2 separate regions of the Mus musculus genome follow, and region 1 is linked to region 2. Evidence: chromatin contacts called from public Hi-C data. All regions are on one chromosome and are shown on one strand. The core of a region is the stretch at or near the end of the contact, and the rest is flanking DNA. Distances in the headings are between cores, read along the strand shown. Region 1 overlaps Ltbp1 (latent transforming growth factor beta binding protein 1). Region 2 overlaps Birc6 (baculoviral IAP repeat-containing 6).

Evidence for each region. A called contact is a pair of places that touch in the nucleus more often than the background predicts.
Region 1: a Hi-C map of cerebral cortex shows a contact between it and region 2, with 6 times the contacts expected there. The contact joins two enhancer-like sites. A contact is called at or near these places in 2 of 39 promoter capture datasets (hippocampal neurons and liver), 24 of 484 Hi-C or Micro-C datasets (B cells, the Ba/F3 cell line, the HL-1 cell line and 15 more), 2 of 115 datasets of contacts at active chromatin or transcription factors (astrocytes and embryonic stem cells) and 1 of 9 other capture datasets (embryonic stem cells).

The regions. Positions count from the first base shown.
Region 1 is chr17:75,085,856-75,089,278 of GRCm38.p6, reverse strand. The region is part of intron 3 of Ltbp1 (latent transforming growth factor beta binding protein 1); the gene reads right to left. Among named protein-coding and RNA genes, the nearest start is that of Ltbp1, 82 kb to the right of the region's middle. Within about 2 kb of position 1,723, at least 64 of the 459 cell types and tissues checked have an H3K27ac peak or open chromatin away from gene starts, as enhancers often do. A contact at or near this core is called in granulosa cells, where this site is marked.
Region 2 is chr17:74,668,176-74,671,362 of GRCm38.p6, reverse strand. Birc6 (baculoviral IAP repeat-containing 6) reads right to left here. Exons shown (of 73, transcript NM_007566.3): 63 at 2,440-2,604; 64 at 981-1,149. Among named protein-coding and RNA genes, the nearest start is that of Ttc27, 48 kb to the left of the region's middle. Within about 2 kb of position 1,527, at least 31 of the 459 cell types and tissues checked have an H3K27ac peak or open chromatin away from gene starts, as enhancers often do. A contact at or near this core is called in granulosa cells, where this site is marked.

The DNA of each region.
Region 1 (3,423 bases), core at 474-2,973, 420 kb before region 2:
AATTCATTATTAAATGAAATGACACAACCAAATCCATATAAATCGCATGGGGCCTGCATTAAACTCATTTGTTTCTAATTTCTTTTCTCCATTAGGAACATGTTGCTAAAATCACAAGAGAATAAAGCATTGCTCATATGAATTAATTCCTAGCATCTGCAACAGGGGAATTGAAGGTCGGCAGTGGTATCCAAAGAAAGGCAATTACCCGCAGTGAGGAAAGGAGGTGGTTCAAGGCTGCGCTGCCAAGAAATGACAGATTCTAGTGGACTCAAACCACCCTCTTCGAATTTTGGCATCCTACAGTATAAAAAAAATAATAAGACAGGGGAACACCGAAAAGCCAAGCTTGCCACCTGCTGCCCGACAGCGAAATCTTACTTAAGCAAATCGCACCCATCCACGCTTTCTAAGGCAGCCCCTTTGTACGCTGACTGTTGTGGGTGTTCACACACTGTGTGTATATCCAGCAGTTCTCGCTACTTTTTTTCTTTTTTCTTTTTAAAGAAAGGGTCAAATCTAACTTCTCTTTTTACCAGATAGATACTATTTCCAGTTCTATACATAATCCTCTAAAACCAGAGTGGCTCAAAAAAGAAAGGAGGAGGAGGGAGAAGAGAAGAAGGGGGAGGGGAAGGAGGAGGTAGGGGGAGGAGGGGGAGAAGGGAAAGGAGGAAGAGGAGGAAGAGGAGGAGGAGGAGGAGGAGGAGGAGGAGGAGGAGGAGGAGGAGGAGGAAGGAAAGAAAATAAAATGAAAAAAAAAAGCTTCCAAACTGTTACCCACACTGTGTGTATAATGAATTGAGCGAGCTGCAGTTGTGTTTATTACAGTACCCAGATCAGGGAGGAATGTCTTTGAAAATGTGCCAGCATTGTCCTACGCCCCCATGGCCTGTCATCATTCCAACATGATATAGAATACTAAATCCATTCTGGGATTCATGCAGACGTTAACATCCCAACATTAAAGCACAACGGCATTAAGCAGGTTCATAAATAGTTTATTTTAAATGCATTCACATAATGAAACTCTCAGTAGCAGTTCAGCTGACCCAAAAGGGGAAGAAGAAAAAAACCTCTCAATAATTCCACCATTGTGCTAAGTATTAGCTTTCCACAGTGAAACTTCCAACAATCTTAGCTGCACTAACTCTCACCAGTGTTTTCAAAGGCTCTTGGTAGATCCAGGACTCATCTCTAATTTCACTGATTCTAAGACATCCTGAAACATAAGTTAATTTTAGCACTAAAACACAAAACAACCAACTACCAAATAGTGTCTGTCTTCTAACTCTATACATATTCAACTCCATGTAGTCGGGACATCAAAAAAACCAATCCAGAAGACGAAAGGAAGAAAACGCCATCTGAGAAAAAGATGCCCTGAGAGTGAGCTGCAAGCCACCAAGGACAGCTATTATACAAACCAGACGTAGTCTGTGTGCTCTTCAGAGCTCTGGACCATGGAATAGACCAGCAGCCCCTTGAAAGACGGATGGAAAGCAGGTTTATGACATTGCATTGATAACTCCTGGGGCCTCTGAGGCACACCACTCCAGGCTTGCCTAAGTGCAGAATAAAGCCAAAGCTATTTGAAGAATTCTGTTCATCTGGGATCTACTATACAGCAGACGGCAAAAAATCAACTCACTTTCGAGAGAACATCAGAATCTTAGACTATTTTCTAGTATGCATTACTTTCCTGAACACTAGGGGCAGTGTCTCCATACAAAAAGAAGCCAGCTCAGGGGCAGCCTCTTAGCTTTTAGAGGCTGCCTGCTCTTCTTGGGAAAGAGTAAGCACACATTCTCTGCAAAGTTCTACAGTGGCTATAAATCCCTGAGCTACGGCTGTAGTGTTTCCCATGCAGCAGGAAGCCCTTCGGTGCTGTCACTTAACTGGCCTTACTGGCCACAGCGAGGCAGCTAGAAGCAATTAGTTCGTAAAGGCTAAGGTTTAGTTTACACTTCACATACTACATCTGTGATTCCAAAGAGGACCTGGTATCCATAGGCAATGATTCAGCGAATCACTCATTTATTGATTCCAGGCCCATCAACAGCAGAGCCAGACTTTAACCAAGGATGGCAAATATGTGACTTTATTAGAAGGCACAGATAGCATTGCATGTATTTTGCTCTTTAAAAAGATAGCTGTAGGGGCTAGAGAGATGGCTCAGAAGTTACTTTCTATTCTTGTAGAGGGCCCAGGTTCAGTTCTGAGCACTAATATGGCCCCTTGCATCTGTCTACAGCCCCAGTTCCAGGGAATCCAACATCCTTTTCCAGCCTCAATAGGCATCCAGCATGCATGCGATGGACATGTATACACATTTAAAACACTCATGTACATAAAATAAAAATAAATCTTTAAAATTAAAATATATAGCATATTTACTTATATAAATAAACTCTAGAAATAATATGAAGGAAAGAAAAAGTAACTTCAGCGATCCCTTATTTAGTAAAATGAAAGAATATTTATGCTAGCTGTTAGCATAGTACTTACGAAACATATGGTACATATGAAATAATGATATACGTGAGATTGAAAATCCCCAATATTATTTTGTGTTTTGTTTTGATGTTTGTCTGTTTTTGTCAAAGACTTCCTAACAGAGCTTTGTGTGAGACTTTTTTGGGGGGAGAGGGGCGGGGGAGCATGAACAAATGTCTTTCCACCCCAAAAAGGGCACTAACAAAACATCAAAGATACAATTCCCTCCCACTCTAGCTTAATGAACCAGTGAATTTATTACAGGAGTGGGGATGGCTCAAGACAACCACATCACTGGAAAGTCTGCACAAGCGTGAGGAAAACTTATACCTGCAGACGATTTGGCTACCCTCTCCTTAGCAACTGTTACTGCTTGTATAACCATACGGAGGGGCCTTGTGACTCTCTTAAACTGCAGGAACTTCCTGAGACTTGTAAACTGTGCTTCTTTCCTGAATCTTGTTAAGTTTCATTTTCTTCCTCAGTCTTAACGAGGCTTCTTCCAGGATGAAAGAGTTCAATTCAGAGGGTATAGCTGAAAGCTTCATTATCTCTTTATTTTTTTACAAATAACTTAAATTAATTTGAACACAAAAACATGTGGCCTTTGTTTTTTAATTTTAAAGAACGGCACTTTTTCACTAGGTTTGCGCAGTATTTCCAATTCTGAAGCAATACTGTGATTTCTATCATGTGGACGTCACCTGGGCTGAGTCACCCACAGAGAAAATCCTAAGAACCTTCCTGGCAACTTTAGACCTTAGCAGATAATTAAACAAATGCATGCCACACCTGAAACAAACAAACAAACAAAAACCATATTACTTAGGAATAAATGTCACAAAATAAGTATGCAATCTCTGTTATATACTTTTATGGTTAGCTTATATTTAACTATTTTAAGTATTAACTAATAAGAATAGAAAC
Region 2 (3,187 bases), core at 278-2,777:
GATAAAGAAGGTGAATTGTTCAGAATTTATGTGAACAAAACTGAATCTGCATAAATCTCCATGTTTCTAAAAGCATTTACTAATCTTAAATTTCCTAAATAAAAGTTAGAATCTAAAACTAATACTACTATAGCTAACTATAGCATACATAAAAGAACATACATGCATATATTTATAATTATACACGCATGCACACACACACACAAAAGAATAGCATATTCATCATTATACCACAAGTGAAAAGAACCAAGAGAGAGAATACAACACCAAATTTAACAGTGGCTACCTCTAACAAGAGGATCTCAGCTCTCCTGATAAAAGGTTAATTAATACTAAGAATATATAAAGAACTGATAAACACCAAAAAAGTCAAAAAAGACAAACGAACTGAACTATATAGACTTTAAAACAGGAGGCCTAAATAGCCAACATAACACAATTTTCATAATGATTAGCTATCAAGGAAGTACAAACCCAAACTACCCTGAAATAGATTCAAAAGGCCCCAAAGGGAGAAGGCGTCATGGATACAGCACTGAAGACCTGAGCTGTAGTGGAGCTTCCACGGTGAAAAGAACTGAACCGTGACCTGACTTCCACGGGTGTGTCTTGGCAAGCATGTCCATTTGTGTACACACACACACACACATTTTTAAAGTAGAGGAAAAAGGACAAGGAGGCAGATAAGTAACTACTTGGGAAGAACTGAGAGCAATGTGAGAGAGACAGGGATGAGACAAGGAAGGTGTGACTAATATAAAAGCCCATTATATTCACTTATGCCACATTATATTCATGTACATTACAAAATAACCCTACATCAGTTGCACGTTGATAAGGCTGTCTATGGTAACTTTAATTTCAAAAACTTTATACCCTTCTTAGGCAGTATCACGGCCTTACTTTTTCAATAATGGACTTTCAAGTTAGAGTCGTGTCTGAGGTTACGCAGCCGTGCAGCGCCTGCACCCCTGACTCACCGGAGTCGTTGCGCAGGTAGGAGGACATGGCTGGGATGAGGCAGGACTGACTGAGGAGCTCCAGAAGCACCGAGGGCAGAGCACTGCTGTTCTGGGCGCGGCTCTCGGGAGACGCCTGGGCTTCCCCATTGACAGCACCACTCATGGGGTTTATGTAACTCGCAAGGACCTGCATTGCAGACAAGAAATTGGAGTTCAGCTTTATACACTTCAGTGATGTGTTTCATAACTAGACACTTGATCTCAGCACACTCAAGAGCATCTGGTTTTTACTTAGCCAATGTTGACACTCTTTCTGATTGTGTACTTTTCATTTTGGAGATAGCTTTTCCACATAAGGCCCTGACAAACCTCAAGGTTGGGTTTCTCGACTGAGAGGGTGGCCTTGGATTTTTATCCCTCAACTTTGTGTGCTGGGATTATAGGCCTGAGATATCAAACACGGCTAAAAAAGGACATTTCCACTTAACTTTTCAGAAGGGAAGGGACTGTTTGCTGAGGGTTGCTTACACAGGACAATAGCTCTCTATGTAACTGAAAGAGGAGCGCCCTGAGGACAGAGCAGCACACGAGCGCAGTAAGCCGTGACTAACAGAGCAGTGACTGGACAGTGACTGACAGACACGGGAGCATCACCACTGTCGCCTTTGGATTTCTCTTTCTGGGGAACTCAGGAGGCTCCCGTGGCCTCCACTTGGCCATGTGGGTCACCGTGACCTGAGATTCAGATGCTCGCTCGCAGTGTCACTTTAATGCGGTGCCGAGGACTGAATCCAGAGGGCCCATGAATGCTAGGCACACACGCTACTACGCTGCACTCCAAGTCCTCACTGCACTGATTCAGTCTGAGAGTGCTGGGACCTCAGAATTTATACTACAACGAGCATGCCATCTTAAAACTGCAAAGTAACACTTCAAAATGGCGGCAATTTCATTTATTTCTATGATATAAAGATGTCCCCTCCTATTTTCAACTTGCTTGATTGTGGAATCACTATAGAACAATTTGAACTGAGAGTGAGCTACAGGTACAGTTTAGCGGTGAGAGGTCCCAGTGCAGAATGGAGTACGAATACTGGGTTGTAAGCACAGGTCAGAGGCTTTACATTAAAACAAAGGCTAGCTAGCAGATGTTATGTTTCTAGAGAACATCTTGAAATCAAAGGATAATTGTATCTGAGGTGAGAAGCTAATTGAGGGGAATATATTTAGAATTACAAGCATAAAAGACCATTCTTTAAACCATGGCATTTATACTGTATTTGGAGAAGAAAGCAAAAGCAAGCCTAAGAATGCTGGAGCACATCTGTCATGATTACACTTGGAGGTGAAGAAAGGAAGATCAGAGTTCAAGGGCAGCCTAGAAAACATGAAACATCTCAGCAAAAAGAAAAAAGACAAAATACTTAATGAACTGAGTAAATCATCAGTACTGATAACAACCGACTCACAAGCGTACCTGCAAAAGGCAGGTCACATGCTCCTCTTCTAGCCTCTGTTTAGTTAAGGCTTGTTCCACGTCCCATCCTGATGCCGTGGAACCTGTGCCAAAGCCAGTCCCTTTGGCCCAGTACAGCTGCTGTTCTTCTGCTGATGTGGGGTTATGGGAATTTGACACCTGCGGCTTTTAAGAAGAGGAAAATTACTAGTATTTGGTATTATTTGTTTTTTTTTTTAAATTATCATTAGGACTATCCAAAAGATTAACAATATAAAAATCAATTTGGCCATTCATCAAAAAGTTGAAAACTACTTACTGTGACACTCCTAGGCATACACCAAACACAATGAAAACTGGTGCTAAAATAAACATTTGTATACACCCGCACACAGCAGTATTATACACTACAATCCAAGGATAAAAAGATCCCAAATGCTTGCCAATGAATGAATATATTGAACTAATCAAGGGAACACTATCCAGCTGCAAGAAAGTAGACTAATGCATGTTGTATAAAGAAAATTTGGAAAGAACACCAGAGAGACACAGACAGACAGACAGACAGACACAGACACAGACACAGACACAGACACACACACACACACACACACACACACACACACACACACACACACACACGGGTGGGGGAGGGAGGGAAGGAGTAAAGAAGAAGTAGGGAGAGGAGGAGGAGAAGGGGAGGGCAGAGGAGGAGGCAGAGGGAGAAAATAAATGAAAGTGAAAACTACTTAAGGCTCAAAGAATCAAT